Linked DNA regions of Sus scrofa: region 1 is linked to region 2. The links are chromatin contacts, called in public Hi-C maps. All regions are on one chromosome and are shown on one strand. The core of a region is the stretch at or near the end of the contact, and the rest is flanking DNA. Distances in the headings are between cores, read along the strand shown. Region 1 holds the start of RNGTT (mRNA-capping enzyme). Region 2 holds the start of ZNF292 (zinc finger protein 292).

The links. Hi-C and Micro-C count contacts between places; a contact is called where the count stands out from the background.
Region 1: a contact with region 2 is called in a Hi-C map of skeletal muscle, with 6 times the contacts expected there. The contact joins the promoter of RNGTT here to the promoter of ZNF292 in region 2. A contact is called at or near these places in 1 of 5 promoter capture datasets (fetal liver), 1 of 47 Hi-C or Micro-C datasets (skeletal muscle) and 1 of 2 datasets of contacts at active chromatin or transcription factors (skeletal muscle).

The regions. Positions count from the first base shown.
Region 1 is chr1:57,060,360-57,063,477 of Sscrofa11.1, forward strand. It overlaps RNGTT (mRNA-capping enzyme), which reads right to left and starts at 1,626. Exons shown (of 16, transcript XM_021089928.1): 1 at 1,346-1,626. The coding sequence starts at 1,409.
Region 2 is chr1:55,613,805-55,616,952 of Sscrofa11.1, forward strand. It overlaps ZNF292 (zinc finger protein 292), which reads left to right and starts at 1,446. Exons shown (of 9, transcript XM_003121280.5): 1 at 1,446-3,148.

The DNA of each region.
Region 1 (3,118 bases), core at 376-2,875, 1.4 Mb after region 2:
TGCTGTGGCTGTGGTGTAGGCTGGCAGCTGTAACTGATTGGACCCCTAGCCTGGGAACCTCCATATGTCACAGGTGCGGCCCTAAAAAGACAAAAATAAAAAATAAAAAATTAAAGTCAGCAAAAGATTTGGAAACTTTGCAAAAGATAATACATGAATTGCCAAGAAGCACATAAAAAGATGCTCAACATCAAACCGTAATAAGTACTAAACAGCTATTAGAGTGGGTAAAATTTAAAAGACTGATCAAATCAAGTGTCCAAGAGGATGTGGAGCAAACAGAACTCTCATACACTGATAGCAGGAATGCAAAATATTATAACTGTGGGAAAGAATTTGGTATTTTTTAAGGTTAAATGCACACATACCATATGATGCATTGCTCTCCTAAAAATTTACACAGGGGAAATGAAAGCACATGTGCATACAAAGAAAGGTAGGTGAATGTTCACAGCAAATTAGTCTGCAACTGTCAAAAACTGGAAACAACCCAAAGGACCATCAAAAAGTAAATGGATAAACTAATCTGTATTCATAACAACAGAATACTAAGAAATAAAAAGAGCGAACTATTGATACATACCAGAACATGCATAAATCTCAAAACAGTAATGCTGAGTGAAAGAAAACAGAGGATTCCCCCCCCCCAAAAAAGAGCATACAAAATGCAAACTAAATCTACCGCGACAGAAAGCAGATCACTGGTTGAGGGCGCGGGGGAGATCACAAAACGCAGGAGGAAACCATAAAAGGTGCTGAATGTGTTTACTACCTTGATTGTGATTCACAGGGTGTGTGTGTACCTGCGCGCGTGGAAGTCAAAATTTATCAGGCTTTAAATTTAAAGTCTGTTGTGTCAAAGTCAAAGATGAAAAAGCCCTCAACGTGAGTCATGTTAAAAAAAAATCAAAACAAAACAAAAACAAACCTCCAGTCTCAGTGTAGATCAATTTCACCGCTTAAAAACTGCCCCTCCTCCTCCTCTTTAGCAACCTCCTTCATCTCAAAACTGACACTTGTCCCCTCCCCTTCCGAGAACCTTTCACAAACTCCTAAGCTGAAAAGTATTGCCCACTGAGTTCTTTAGTCCTCAGCTCCTGCCACACAAACCCCCTATCTACCTTCCCGATGGCAACACTCAGCCTTACTGGATATTGACAAGTGCCCCCACTTGCTCCGGTCCAGGTTCCCAAACACTCATCCACGAAGCTTCATCGGACCGAGCACATCTCGGTCCTGAAACACCACCACCAGACACTGAACTATCGCAAGCTGCGCCCCCTCAGCCCACCCATGGACCCGCGGGTGCTCAGGCACTCGAACGCCACCCCCCCGTCCCGCTTACCTGCTACCGGCTGGCCTCGCCGTGGACAGTTCAGCCACCGCGGCGGGATCTTGTTGTGAGCCATGTCTTGGGGCCGCGCACAGCCGCCCCCTCCACCAACGCTCGCCGCGCCTCCGCCGCCGCCTCCTCGCGGTTCGCTCTGCACCCGAGGTCCGAGGCACCCGAATCCCGGCCAGCGTCCGAACCCGAGCAGCCCCGACCCGGGCTACTGTCAGCGACCGCGCGCCACTTTCATTCCGCTCAACTCTAGACTAACCCACAATGCACCGCTACTTCCGCCCCCAAAGGCCCCACCCACTTCTTTCCGAGGTCAGAGGTGAAGAGAGACAGCTCGGGGGAGGGGTGGGAAGGAGTTAACGCCCAGAACTAAAGGGGCGGTCTTCCTTCGACCCGCCCCGCGCGGGTCCCATCCCAGCCCCTTTCTTAGGGTGGTTCCACGCATGCGCTGCTGCCACAGTTTGGAGTCCCGCAGGGCGACTCTTATTTTCCTTTCTAGGCAGCAAATGGAGACTCCAGAAATCGTGAAACCAAGCCTCTTTCCACACGTAGACTGGTCCGCAGATTTCATAAATGCATCCGTTTTACTAAGAAAGGGGCCTTTCCTCTGTTGTCATAGCTCAAGGGCCTGATCGCCATTCCTCGGTCAAATTTGGCGTCCCGACAGAATCTGAGTTTGAATGGGAATTTGGAAAGTTCTTTCTGCCGTGGATTAGGGAAACCAGCTTTAGAGAAATTCTAAGGGCGAGAGACTGGAGCATCGGAAATGAGTTTCTTTTTTTCAGAGTACTTCTAGGGATCCATGAAACATCTGAAATTAATCCCAAAACATTTTTTATGAGTTTTGTCTGTACATTTCTAGAGAAAATTTTATATCATATTTGGGAGTCTCAGAGGGTCCATGTCTCAAAATTACTAATGTGTATAATTGGCAAAGGCAGGAATCGGAGAGCAGAGTACCACTACATGGCGGTGTTCTCTGCTTTACCAAACTGTCTCTCCCTTCGAGTTAAACACGGGTGACTGGAGGCGCTTTATAAACTATGTCCATTAGCAAGTTACCAGACTAATTTAGTTAAAGTATTACATATGAAGCTGGATGCTGGCAAGTTATAACTCAGCAGTTTGGTTTTAAGTACCTGTGCTATATCTGACCTGCAAGAGCTTGAGGTTTGGGAGAAGGCATCATAAAGCGTCGATGGGAAACTGGCCCAACAGTTCAGCCCTTGAATGCCTGGACGATCTCAGTAAGATCAGAATCCTCCCAGTAAATAGAGAGGGCCCAATGGCTGTCTCTCTGAGAGAGCCTGAGTTAGGTCATCCTGGCGATCTGTGCTGTGGTTACATCTGCTGAGATCTTTGGGGAAAAAACATCATTCCTCTGCCGACAGGACCAGATAAGCCTGTTTCCTTACAGAGCAGCAATCTGCCCAGATGATGCCCTGTTCTATCTTCTGCTGGCAGGACAGAGTTGGTACCAAGCCCAGAGTGGTGCAATGTTTGATTCCCCAAATCTCCAAGGATGGAAAAGGTGAGCCTGGTCCTGGGAAAATACCTCACTTTCCCTTCCTGGGGATGACTCCCCTTGGAGACTGTCCTCCTCACACACTGTGTCACCCAGGGAGCTCATTCCTGGCACAGGGAGAGCTTCACAGAGGCTTCATACCAACGATGAGTGGCTGTTTTGGGTTGTAAGGCAGCAGTCTGTGCTTCATTTTTACACCACTACCCAGTTATGCCCTCTCCAACCTTAGTGCCAACAGACCGGGAAGGCCA
Region 2 (3,148 bases), core at 196-2,695:
AAGATGAGGTCTTAAAATGGGAAAACAGTTTTCCAAGTTCATCATAATTTGACAGTCCTATTTTTAAAAATTTGGATACCACAAAAGTGATATTCTCTGATGGATTCCCAATGAGGTAAATGGGATACAGTGATTGATTAAAGTTTAGAAATAAAAGGAAAAGACACTTTCTATGTTTCTCTTTGCTTTTTGGGAGAAATAGTGTGAATGAATTCAAGGATTCTTTACAGAGACAGTGTACACCACATGCATGCTTCCAAGATTTTATTTTGCTTTATTTCGCGATTATTTTCAACTTGGATAATTTACATTTGTATGATGGAGGCTCTATTAAAAGCATTTTCCTTAGAATGCTATTACTCTAATTTGCACTTGGCTTTTCCTCATGGAAAGTAAAACAATCCAAATAGGCAATACAAATATCCTGCTTCATTTAATTACCTGTTCATTTAAATACATATGCTGTCTACATTCTGGGAAGAATTCAAGGACCAGAATCAATCCTTTTAAATGCAGGCCCAGGGTTTTCGGTGCCTTTGGAATCATTTCAATGTGTGGCACAGCACCTGTCTCATGTTTTCAACATTGATTGGACTCTCTTCGCCATTCATCTCATGAAAAATGTTTTCCTCGGGAAAGTGTGGTGTGTTTTTAGCCGATTCCAACCATGCTCCCGCTTTGTGTCTGCGACACGGGAGTGGTTCCCAGACTCTAGGGGGACTTTCTGCTGGACCCATCCCCAGACAGACTCTGGGTCTCACCTCTGAGATTCAGGAGGCGGCCTGTCTGGGGCCTGGCGGCTCAACCCCTTGAAAGAGAGGAGGTAGAATCTGCCAAAGACCCAGCAGCTGTGCCCGCGCCGCGGCCTCCGAAGGACAAACTAGCATCCCCGCCTTGTCGGTTTCCGGAGCCCCAGTAACCCCGCTGCGCAGTGGAGAGGCTCCAGCATCCCTCGGCCTGGAGGCCCCGGGCGGCCACAGCTTCCGAGCCAGGAGTCACAGTCGCTCTGAGGCCTCGATCCACAGCGCTGGGTGGAAGAGCCGCGGCGGCAGATGCCGGGGATGCGGTTGCGGAGCTCCGGCTCCAGGATGGAGGACAGGCGCACTCGCGCGGCTGCCAGGCGAGCGAGCGCCCGGGCCGCGCCGGGGAGCCCAGTCCCGCCTCGGCCGAGTGGGGATCTGAAGACAGGGTTAGCCGAGCAGATCGCACGCAGCCAGCCTCTGCCCGGCTCCAGTCCCGCGCACCTTCCTGGTCGCCAGGGCCCCGGGAAAGAGCCAGGGAAAGAGACAGAGCTGCGGGAGGGCGGCGCTCTCTCCGCCCTTGAGGCCCGCGCTGTCTCCCCGCGTGCTGGGGTTTGCTCTGCGCCCAGGGTCGGGAGGACCTGCCCCACCTCGGCCCTGAGCCACCCGCCGGGCCCGCTTTATCCCTGGCACAATCCTCTGGCTGTTAGTAGGCACTACCCTGTTCCCTTCCTGCCCCCCAGGCCCTGTTATTTCAAGAATTTAAAAGGGGGCGGGGGGGGGGGAAATGTGCACGGGAGAGGTGAAGGCCTGGGGAGCTCGTGAAGCAGACTGGCAGGCGCGGCCTGGATGTAGACATCTGTTCTCTAAGGGTCTCCCCAGCTTTATTGATCGCAGGGATGGGGTAGGGAGGGATTTCTGATTCCCGGATTTACTCTGAAATCGAGTCGCTTGGAAGTGAAGGTCCATATGATTATACCAAGTCCGTAACAGTCGCGCTGTGTCCAAAATGGGCATGGAGGCTCATCGCGCCCTCAGGGCCTTGAGGCTTATGCATATTTTCTGGATGGAACTGGGCCTCCGAATTCCCCCAGGAACGTCTCAGTAAGTAGGGGTGTGTGTGCGTTTGTGTGCAATGATTCCCATGAACTGACAGTGTGATATTTAAAGAACAAACGGACTTCAGTAAAAGAAGTCTTCTGTACTGGATACACCTTTTTAACGGATGAAAATGAAATTTCTGAGATCTCCAGGATAAGGTCGACTTGTCAAGGGATAGTATTTCCAGTCCTCATTTAATTAAAAATCGTGAACTTCTGTAGAGATTCCGTGGACATTCCAGTTAGTGCCTTAGATGACTTTGGTGTTCTGAATTGAATGTACATGCATTATCATAAAAGAACACTTGTTCATTGCAGGTTTCTCTTCCACAAAACTGTAAGCTTCCTGAAGGCAGGGACAGTTTTCATCCACCTTTGATTTTTTCCAGTTTAAGTAGTGCTTCCGCATAAGTACTCAATAAATGATTAATAATTACCCCCAATCACTCCTAGTCCTTAGTTTCCAGTAAGCTCTAAAACAGAGGAATGGAGGAAGGGGTGAGGATAAAAGATGCAAAATAAAAGTGGATGATTTGATCATCCAACTGAAGAACATTTGCAAGGAAGTAATAATGCTTAAAATCAATTTGCTAGTCAAATCTTTTTTGATTTTAGGGCTGTCATGGACAGAAAGTGGAAGTGACCAATATTCTCAGGGTTTTTTTTAAAAAAATTAAGTAGATAAATTTCTCTTTGGATATACCTTTCTCTCCTACCCCCTTTTTCTTTCTATAGATTAGGTGTGGTATAAGCTTGAGGTGAAAACATTTTTTTTTTTTTTTGAAAATGTGCCTTGTTAGCTTTGATAACCTTGGATTTGATGTCCTTGGATACACTGGTATATGTGGCTAATCTCATATATCTCACTTCTTATGTTTTCACTGGCATCCTAAGATAACACAAACTGGAGAAACCTGGTTTGGATATCCAATATACTTCACTTGGGAAAATGAGCTACAAATGTGAAAATCCATTAGCTGCTTTAATTGTTGCTTTTTCAGCTCTCAGTGACACTTTTATACCTTTGTTCCTTAGCCTTTGAATGTTCTCCCTAGTTTCTTCCATAAGAATTTAAGAACCTGTATAGTTAATATGTCTATCAGCACATATATGCTGTACTATTATTTTAGCTGATCCTGTTTTCATAAGGGGTTCATTTGTGGTCACTCACCTCATACAATGGCACTTAACACCATCACTGACATTCATATTCTGGAAATTTTCTATTAATGCTAGAGATCCCCTGAAGAAGATGATACATATAATAGGAATTATCTTAAATGCTTTTACTAGAATCTTCACTTCGAA